Linked DNA regions of Mus musculus: region 1 is linked to region 2. The links are chromatin contacts, called in public Hi-C maps. All regions are on one chromosome and are shown on one strand. Each heading gives the region's core, a stretch centred on a gene start, on an enhancer-like site or on the middle of the called end of the contact. The rest is flanking DNA. Distances are from core to core; before and after follow the strand shown. Region 1 overlaps Mdfic (MyoD family inhibitor domain containing). Region 2 overlaps Foxp2 (forkhead box P2).

The links. A called contact is a pair of places that touch in the nucleus more often than the background predicts.
Region 1: a contact with region 2 is called in a Hi-C map of uterus, with 3 times the contacts expected there. The contact joins two enhancer-like sites. A contact is called at or near these places in 1 of 484 Hi-C or Micro-C datasets (uterus) and 1 of 115 datasets of contacts at active chromatin or transcription factors (bone marrow-derived macrophages).

What each region holds. Positions count from the first base shown.
Region 1 is chr6:15,791,197-15,796,452 of GRCm38.p6, forward strand. The region is part of intron 4 of Mdfic (MyoD family inhibitor domain containing); the gene reads left to right. Among named protein-coding and RNA genes, the nearest start is that of Mdfic, 73 kb to the left of the region's middle. Within about 2 kb of position 1,620, at least 129 of the 459 cell types and tissues checked have an H3K27ac peak or open chromatin away from gene starts, as enhancers often do. A contact at or near this core is called in uterus, where this site is marked.
Region 2 is chr6:15,319,546-15,324,773 of GRCm38.p6, forward strand. The region is part of intron 5 of Foxp2 (forkhead box P2); the gene reads left to right. Among named protein-coding and RNA genes, the nearest start is that of Gm36352, 320 kb to the right of the region's middle. Within about 2 kb of position 1,891, at least 36 of the 459 cell types and tissues checked have an H3K27ac peak or open chromatin away from gene starts, as enhancers often do. A contact at or near this core is called in uterus, where this site is marked.

The DNA of each region.
Region 1 (5,256 bases), core at 370-2,869, 470 kb after region 2:
TAAGTAAAGTATTATAGAATTTATTATTCAAAGCTATACTCAACCTTACATTACATATTTTACCAATGATCAACTTAAAAATAGCACCAAATACATTTTTTAAAAAACATGTAATATTACCTTTTTTTTTCTCCCAGCTTTCTTGCTTCTGAAGAAAACAGATAATCATTGCACTATGGAAAACTAGACTATTATTTTGAAAGCTTCTGCTATAGCCAGACACAGATTACTTGTTTTGGGCTGGGTTTCTGTTTCATTCTTCTGCACTGTCTGTCTCTTAGAATTAGTTACGTTTGGTGCTTCGTCCTCTTTTGTATCTGAGCAGTTTTTCCCAAGCCTTCCTGAATTTGAGGAGAATAGTCGCTATCGCTATACTACAGAGCCTGGCTGGACATAGGAGGAGAGTTATAGTCCTCCTGGAACCATATTTTGATGCTATCATTCCCCCACCCCATCGGGCACTACTACCACAACTCCCACCACCCCCACAATCAACACACCACTATCATCACAGCCATCACACGGCTAGTACTTAGCAAGTGTCATCTGTTAATTCCATATTCGTTTAGTGTTCATCACGTCTCCGGGGACAGTGGCATTCTATCAGATTTGCCATCTTAAATATCTTGCTATAATTTGCATCATCACTGATATTTTAGCCACTCTCAAGTCAGATATCGAATTAACTTTACATGTAAAATATTCTAGGCAAGTGCCTGTGAGGCAGAAACATGACTCAAGGCCCAAAGGTGGGGTGCCTCTGAGCCTGGTGACCTTAGTTTAACTCCCAGAACCCACATGCTAAAAGGAGAGAAAGATCCCAGTAAGCTGCCCTCTGACCTCAGTGCACACTGTGCCAAAATGAGAGAGAGAGAGAGAGAGAGAGAGAGAGAGAGAGAGAGAGAGAGAGAGAGAGCTCACCTTTACTCAAATGCACATCATATACTGTACTCAATAAATAGAAAATGAAAATGTAGTGATTTATAGAGACTATCTAACACTTGAAATGCCATTGCCTCTTCAGATTTCTGTGTTAAACTTCTGTGAAACAATAGTTCCTCTGATATAAACATTGCCTTCCTAGACTGTAAAAAGTTCCTTCAAACAGAGTTCTTGGACTAGTGCTGTAGTTGAGACCAAGTTCTGGATCAAATCTAGCAGTTTGGAATACTGAATGCATTAGCTGTGTACAATGCTGGCAACAGAATAAAGAGGGGGTGGGGGGAACGACAGGTCAGGCTATCTGTCTTTGCCGTACAGTAACCTTTCCATTGGACCATGTGGGTTCCAGGGCTTGGGTATGGGGCAGGGAAGCTACTGAGGTGTCCCTTCGTGGGTGCAGGAGGTCAGGGTGTTTCTTTTTCTAATACTCTTCTGAATTTGTAAAGGAGAAAGATGATAATGAAGACGATTGTTCATTTCCCCAAAGTCAGCTCTGCATGGAAAATATAACTCTTCTCAAACTTTCTTTTGAAAAACCTCCTGACCTAGCTCTCTTTCCCCTCCATTAGGAAAATGTTGCCTCTGTTTTCTAGCCATGGCCCAGAGCCTTAGGGACCGCCATGTGCCAGAGGCTCTGTGTAGGCGGTGACCTCTGGGCCTGTTTCTCAGACAGGTGGTCAGTCAACGGCTGGGGGCCAGGAGTGCTGCACAGCCCCTGTCTTGAGTCAGGCATTTGCCTGCAGCTGAGCTACTGTGCAGAATTCATAAATATGCCTCACCCACGCACACTACATGCACTTGAAAAGCAGAACTCCTGGGGAGATACTTGTGTCAGGCCCTACCAGCTGGATTTTTGCAAAGGGTAGACACATTCAGTCATTGTAGCTTCGACTCCGAATAAGTCAAACGTACCTCTGGCCTGCTTTTCCATTCTCTATTAAGAAACAACAAAGGCAGGGATGAAGTTTCTGGGGTCAGTGATGTAATATCAGAAATGCACTCCCCTGTCAGGCCCTGCCCCAGTGCAGTGTACACCACCCCTCAGCAGAGAGATGTGTGAGTAACTCTGGGCACTCTTTACCCTGATGGTAAAACTGATCTCAAAGCAGTGTTCTCAAACACTAATGGTGTATCCCTCTGCAAGTTCTGACCCAGCATTGCTTCCCTGGGTTCGTCAAGTGCTAATGGATCTTTTTGCTTCTCACTCTCTCGTTTACATACTCGTTACCCAGAAAGGAAAATAGTGTTCAAGCACTTTAAGTCATAGGAAACATTACTCCAGATTAGTCAAGATAAGAGGCACACACATCATTCTTCACTCAAAAAATGGGTTGTGGGCAATTCTGAGAATTCTCTGCTCTCTGCCTGTTCTTGTATTCTACTTCCTGTATCGCATATCTTTGTTCCAAGAAATTAAGAGTACCTGTCGTACTGCATCTCATGAGGAAGAAATGAAAGGAAGAAAGAAAAAGACTTGTCTATCATAGACTTGAGTGTATCATTCAAATTGTCTCTTGATGGCACTTGATGAAGTCTTGGCTCGATCAAACTGCCTCGCTGATGTCGATATTTCCTAGTAAGTTTGGCAACATACTGGTCTGCGATACTTTCATTATAAACTGGCTGTTCTCCCGGACAAAACCTTCAGTTTCATTTTCAACAAAACAGAGTTCCTGAGATCAGTCACAGACAATTCCCCCAGTGGCTAAGGGGTTATTTCTCCTTTGGGTTGTTACTTTCAGCATGGGTTGGGGCTGCAAGCCCCTCAGATGGGCTGCAGCTCAGGCTTACCAGTGTCGACCTTGGCTTGGGACTGTGACAGCAATAATTCCTAAGAGAATGTTTTTCTTTGATTTGATGATGCTTTTAAAGTCAAACGTCCTGCTAATGATTTATTTTGATGTGTTCTTCTAAGCTCTTTCCTGCTGCCCTGTTCCTTTGTTTTTCCTAAAGTTACAGTAGCTGTTGGTCTTGAGCTGAGTCCTCCTCTCAGTACCCTGAATTGCGCAATTCTTGCTTGGCCCAGTTTAGGCTAGGCATCCTTCCCAGAACCCAGTTGGCTTCTTAAAGGTTAAACAGTTTTGGTAAAAACTACAAATCATGACTAAATAAAACCCATAAAAACTGAAAACCTCAAGGACCTAGGGAAAAGGAATTTTTTTCTTTGACAGTGAACCACATACAGGCAGAGAGCTCATCTTTTTTAAACTTTGTTTCTCTACTCTTCTTCCCAAATTTGGTTTGTTTATTTTAGATTTTTTGTTTAATTTTGTTTTGTTTTGTTTTATTTTGTTTTTTTTTTCTTTTCTTTTCTTGTCTTGTCTTTCCCTCCTTCTCTTCTCTTCTCTTCTCTTCTCTTCTCTTCTCTTCTCTTCTCTTCTCTTCTCTTCTCTTCTCTTCTCTTCTCTTCTCTTCTCCTCTCCTCTCCTCTCCTCTCCTCTCCTCTCCTCTCCTCTCCTCTCCTCTCCTCTCCTCTCCTCTCCTCTTCTCTTCTCTTCTATCTTCTCTTCTTTCTATAGATAGAGCTTCTCTGTACAGCCTAGCCTGGCTTCAAATTCAGGATGCTCCTTCCTTGGCATAATAATGCGTGCTATCTCACCTGATATTTTCTTCTTCTTTTGCTGTTGATTTTGTTTGTTGGTTTGGGCACTGTTCTCCTAAAGCCAAAGCTGCTCTGGAAATCCTGCCTCTAGCTCCTTAGTGTGGTCCTTGCTGGCATGCTCTACCATACAGACATGCAAAACTTACAATCCATTTTGGCTTCACATGTCTCCCCCACCTTAAAGTCGTTTGTGGTCTCTGACTCCTCTAGACAGCGGTAAGCATGGAATCTGTAACAAATCTTTGTGCTCAGTGTCTGTAACCTTTTCATTGTGCTGAGTCAGAATTCTGAAAACAAAACAACTCAGAAAAAGCCAAAAAAAAAAAAAAAAGAATTCTTTTGGCAGGTAAGAACACAATTGTATAATTGATGTGATAGAATGTAGGGGTCTATTCTTCTGCTTCTCTATGGAGAGTAAGTAGAGAATGAGCGGACTTGTGTAGATGTCTTCATAATCATTACAATTTTGGCTTGTGGCTTCTTTAGGTACTTGTTAATAGACTGTTTCTCTTCATTTGTATTTTAGAGGGATTCAAAGTTGTTTGGGGGTATTTTGGTTTAGGGTTTTGATTTTCGTAATTCCAGTAGTTCTCTAGTAAATCCTGTAGAACCATGTCTTTCAGATAATGATGAGCTTTCGTGAATTTTAATTTTCCTGTAAAGAGCATCGCATCGTCTTCTGAGAAGTCTGTCTTCATCACGTCTTCCCATTGGTCTTCTCTCATAAAGTCTTTGCTCCTGTGCATATATGTGGACACAGACTTCTACATTTTAGATTTGCGTATTCAATACCTTTAAGTGAGGCATTAACTCAGCATGTCCACTCTCTTATATCTGTTTCAGCAGTGAGACTGGCTGTTTATCGGTCCTCCAACACAGTGTAGCTTGAAGGTTCACCTGTACTGTCAACTCTTTAGTAAATCAGAAACACTGAAAGTTAACTAGTTTATTTTTCTGCCAAGTCTTAGTAATAGTTCCAATTCTTCTGTTTTTTCTTTGTTTTCTCATTTTGTCTGAGGCACTTCACTGCCTTGACCACATAATCCTGTACCTACCGCTACTCTGAGATTTGCCCTCAGCACTTCAAATGCTTGAAGTCTAAAGATTCCATCAGCTCTCCGTTCTGTTGCTTTCTTTTAGCTAAAATATGTTATACACAGAGTGGTCTATCTCATTTCACAATGGGCTTGTAGTTTGAATTATAAAACATGTATATTAACCAATGAGGAAAAAGTGCAAACGTGGGAACAGTGTGAATCCAGTGAAAATACAATTCACTGAAGAGAAAATTTGAACAGTTCACAGTAAGGAAAACAATCTGGATTAGCAAACACAAAAATACACCTCTGCCGTATGTGTGTGTGTGTATGGGAGAACTATGTCAAATTCAATGACTTGTCATGTGGTAAAGTGAGACAGTTTCAATGACTGATAGAGATGTGGACTCTCTTGCTTTGTTAGAATAAACATTGGAACAGTTGCTTTGGGGAGAAATTTTCAATTCCATTTCCCAATAATATTAAATATATGCAAAACTCTAACCCCAATATCCTACAGCTACTAATTTAGCAAGTGTCTTCTCGGGAACTTGCATGCAGTTTTCTCTAAAAGCAATGTATAGTCAAGCAGAACTCCAGGAGCAACCACAATGTTTAGAGATCTGTGAGGGTAAATCAGATCTGGTGTGTTCATCAACTAAGATGCTGCACAGC
Region 2 (5,228 bases), core at 641-3,140:
CTGAAAATATTTCACAACTGATAAATACTTTAAAGCATTTTGAAAACTGAGTCGCAATATAATTAAAACTTATTCTTACCATTGTCATTTTATTTTTGCATACATTTTTTTTCTGAGAAGGCTGTCCTATGCCTTACACAATTACCAGACTAGTTGAATATATAAAAAGTTGAGAGTTCATACAACTGGTTCTTACGTTTGCCATTTCCTAGCTTTTAATGCAGAATTGCTTTTCCTCTATGTTCTGGAAGTTGGAACATGTGTCTTTCATACTAATAACTTCATGACTGATACATATTTCAAAACAGTAATTACTACAGAGTGTTGACTGTATATTACATAAAATAATAAAAACATATTTGTCAAAAAAGTAGCCTAAAGAGTACATTAATTCCCAGGTTCACTAGATTGATATGACCAAGATGCTTGCTAAGTGCACATCTCTGGACCCTACCTCAGGTCTCAACATCTGAAAAGAAGCCTTTGCAGAAATACTTTTCCCTGCTAACATTCTGCACAGTAGGATCCATAGTATACAGTGTGGTCTTTAAATCGTCAAACAAACAAATAAAATCCTGACTCTTAGGTAATGCCAACTGATTATTATTTAATTAATCCTGCTTAGGGGTTTTACTTTATTATTCTGAAAAAAATATGCCTCTCTAATAGTTGTGTGACATTCTTTTCAGTATGATAAGGGTGTTGTAGTCTGCAATATAGAAAGAAATAAGGCAAAACTAACTACTCCTTCACAATGCAGTCTGAAAATTCTTTAGGTGTGTGCCTGGACTGATTTGCTCTTTGGGTTTCATAGTTTCTGCTTGCTCCTGGCTAACCTGAGACATACACCAACTCATCTGACATGCTTGCAGTATAAAATACGCAAAATTGATTCTTTCTACACATCCATAATTTTTTATTTCCTCTGTCTGATCTCAGCAATGTTTCATCTATTTTTCTAGAGCTATTAAGGGAAGGATTAAATAGTGTGATTTTTCCAAAGTTCACAGGTACCACCCTCATATAAATCTCCCGCCCCACCGTTCCTGCCTAGGTTCTATGAGGCAAGATGCATAGCAAAAACAGGTAATCAAACAGATTGGTGGAATAGACAGAATGAAATCCACTCATAGAACCTTTTTTTTTACATTGTTTTAAAGTATGATTTTACTTTTTACAGTGTTCCTTGTTATCTTTACTAACCTCGAAACAGACAACGGTATACCTTCCAGGAATCGTTTTACCTCAAATATAATGAGGCATGGAGTTTCGCACACCTTAAAAAAATATATGTTCATCTTTCAAACATCTTCGGGGAATTACAATTTAAAATATTTTCATTTGTTGGGAAAGATCAAAATAATCATACTTACTTTTTCTTTTTTTAGAAAAGTACAACTTTGTGAACTTTTCAAAACACATTCTCTTCCTTACAAGTAATTTCCTCTTGCAACAGGAGACACATAATATGTACCCTTGTTTGCTTTTTTGCTTTACTACAGCAGATTTCAACAAAGAAAATATATATATATTCATTGGAAGAGATGTTGACTTGCATTATGAAGTCTACTGATAGAAACTTGGCATAGTCCTTTGATGGGAGATAGAATGTCTTCAGTATATTTGTATCCTTTATGATGTATAATGATGTTTCACATATAGGAAAACCAGTAATTTTTATCTGAAAAAAAAAAACCTTAAGTGTCATTCTACAGCAAAGATCTATAAATATGGATATACATGTGAAAAACATCGCTAATCAATAGTAAGTTTATGGTTGCTACCGTTATTCCATATACTTTTCCATTCTGCCAGTTTAACAAGTCTGCAACAGTCCTTCTTTATCACCTTCTGAAGAAAAAGACCAAGAAAAGTTAAGTGCTTTAGTCAAGGTCACAGCATGGCTAAGTGTTGAGTCACTATCTGAACTCCGGCAGACTGTCTCCAGAGCCAATATCCTTATTTTGAACAATGATCCGTATTTAGCTGAAGACTAGATTTCTTCTGAAGTTCATGTTGAAAGCCCTTTCCAGTTCATTGTCCTGGCCTTCTCAATGTTGGTGCTTATTTGAAACAGATGCAAACACTTAAAACATCCACTAGCATTGGGTTTCGCTGTATTTGCTGGATTGTGTCAGGCTGCCTCCAGGAGACTGCTTTCTAAGTGGCTGTCTGATTTCATTCGTTACTAACCTGCAACTTCATGGGTCTGGTAAAGCCTGCCTGGTCAGAAGCTTATTAGAATCTCTTGCCAACATTCTGTCTCCCTCTGCAGTATAAATTGTTAGGGCAGTTGTGAGAATAGAGTGAGTGGACTTTTTTCAAAGCACAGTTTCTTTTCTTAAACCTGTTGGCAAGCTATGATGACTGGCTAAGTGCTCTGCAAACTCTCTCTTCACACAGTCCTAACTCTAGGAATTAGTCACTGATAGTTGTTTAAAAGCTTTTGCTTTTCAAATGGGTTTGCTTTTTCTCTCTCAAGTTTTTCTTCAGTTTAAGACTCAGTCGTCTATCTCAGAATTTGCTTTCTAAGTCTATATTTGTATGGCTGGCTCAGTACTTTTGATTGCTTAATTGTCATATTTTATAAATGTGCATGCAAAGTGACAAAAGGAAATGTCACCTTTAACCCATAGCACAATTTCTTCTCTCTTGTGTCCCTAAGGATAGAGTCATAAGAGTTTATTGAGCTTTCTTTCTCTAGGTGTTTTCTGGGATATCTTGGCATGAATGAGTTTGTTTATCAGAGATGCTTGTCAAAAATATAAGACCTGCTATGGACTTTAGCAAATCAAAAACTGATTAAAATGTCCTTTGTGCTAATCGAATCATAATAAAATGTTTTTGATGACTCTGGAGCTTCCTTTAGACTTTTCCTTTGCAGAAGAGTTCTCTATAAATGTAGGAGTTAAAGTTACATTTGTAAAATATTTCAGGAGGATTGTTAATGAAGGCTCATTTGATTATGCTTATGTTTAATAAAATTGTGTTTCTGTGTCACTTGAGCTAAGAAAATGAACCATTTTCTCTTCATGAAGCCTTAGGAAAGCTCCACCCCAGAGTCCAAAACAATAGAAGAAATCTTCTAAATACACACCCGTAAGCACCTGTATTACTGAAATGATGATCATAGATGCTCGTTTCTGTGGCTTTTAAGTATCTTCATTATTACACATCATGTCCTAATCACTTCAGGTGGTCATCAAGTGATAAAGCTTCCTGCCTCCTCCCTTAACCCAATGAGATGACAAACTCTCAGCATCTCCCCTGGTTTTGTTGATTTCCTAGGTACCAATTATAATATTTTCATTAATTTGTATCTTCTTGAAGAAAAGATGATATGATCTATTTCTGGAGCTTAATTTTCAGTATTAAATACAATGTCTGTAGAGTTCACACAAAATGTGTTTCCAGTCCCTTCAGGAAGAGCATCTCTCTGAGGATTTTGTTTTCCTTGGTGTGGGTCTGGGCATATCGTCATCATGTGAAGTAACATCTCGTTTTTCAAGGATGCTTATGACCTTGTTAAATTGCAGTCCAAAAATTGTGTGGCTTGTTTTGATTTTAACCAAAGTTACAGCTGCCTAGCTGTAAAGCAGTCACTTTCTCTTATTATGACTAGTTCTTCAACTTGTACTGTTTTAAATTGCCTGCAATTAGCATATTTCAACCTTATTTTTAGGTTTAAATTGCAGTGTGAGAGTGTACTCTCCTCTTAGCTAATTAGTGCTATCAAGGAACAGTAGGTTACCTCATTAGTACCATGTGCATTTAATTAAAGAAGAGAAAATTGGAGTTAACCTCATAGTTAATATTTTCACAGAGTGCTACAATGCCAACACCTTCAATTGGAGTCACACCCCTGTGTATCTAATTATGCACTGGTGCCAAATAAGGTTAGCAAGGGCACCACAAGGCTGTTGACAAAATAATTTAGATGAAAATGTGTTTGTTGGATTCTGACAGTAAAATATAACTTGAACATCACCCCAGTTCTCATCTGCCAGCATCAGGTGACATACTCCTTCACAAGAGAGAGAAGGAAAGGGATATTTTGGAAGCCATTTTTTTTTTCTGTCTGAATTAATGTGGCTTCTATCTTGAAAAAAGTGACATATAGTCAGCTAAAGCATATACAATCCTTTTCTTAAACAGGGCCTGGAACTTCACAGATATATTTGAAAAGAATTATTTATAAGATGTAATATTTACACGCATCAAACTACTACCAATACCCCTTGACACTCTCACCACCTCCCTCCTCGCTGTTCTTCTTGCCTGGTACAATTATAATTTCCCTTGTGTATTTTATGAGTGGGGATCATTCTTTCATATCATACATGAAGACTAAGAATGGGTTGTCACATGGTCTATTCAAATGCAATGTAATCCTTTTGCCCTTCAGACAAAAATCTTTGAAATGTCTGATTCTACTTAGGCAAAAAGAAAAAAAAAAGACATTCCATACCATTTATCAATAAATAATCACTTTGCTTTTACAGATAAAATGCAAACTATACTTTTGAGTATATAAAGTAGTTTCCAATGCAAGTGGGAAAATTCAACAGGTTTTAACAGTCACTGTGGTGTGATCTCCACAGTCTTAGATGTGTATAAGTGGGAATAGCGATAGTATAATAGTACTTAAGCAAGACACTAGCTGAGGGGGTGATTGCTGTGGTCCTTATAGGTTATGGTATGGAATTCGTTTTATTGGTCTAGATTATGATATCATATTCTATAAAACTCACTGTGGTATTTATATCTCTAAAAATATTTATGAACAATAACCATAATTGCAACTCAGGGACTTAAGGCAGGGAATCATGATTTTTTTTTTTCTCACTGGCCCATTTATCATGATTCCAATATTCAACATCACATTTAATAGATTGTTCCAATTTTGAAAACCTATATGAATGTCACCTGTGAAACAAAACTAGAATAGTTTGTGTTAATCTACCAAGGACATTTTTTTAGTGTAACTAATAATACACATTATTTTTTTATAAACGCCACAACAGAGAAAAAAAAAAGCCAACTCCCAATTCTCTCTGTTTAATTTAGGAATTGCTCCTAGAAGCAAAACTGTGTGTCTGTGTCCACTCTCCTGGTGATGGGCATCCTCACAGCACATTTGCAGTAAGTTTATTGGGCAGTAAGAGATCAGATGCACAGTGCAAAGCCATGGACCCAGTCCCACAACACAGAACTCCTGAGATTTCTGA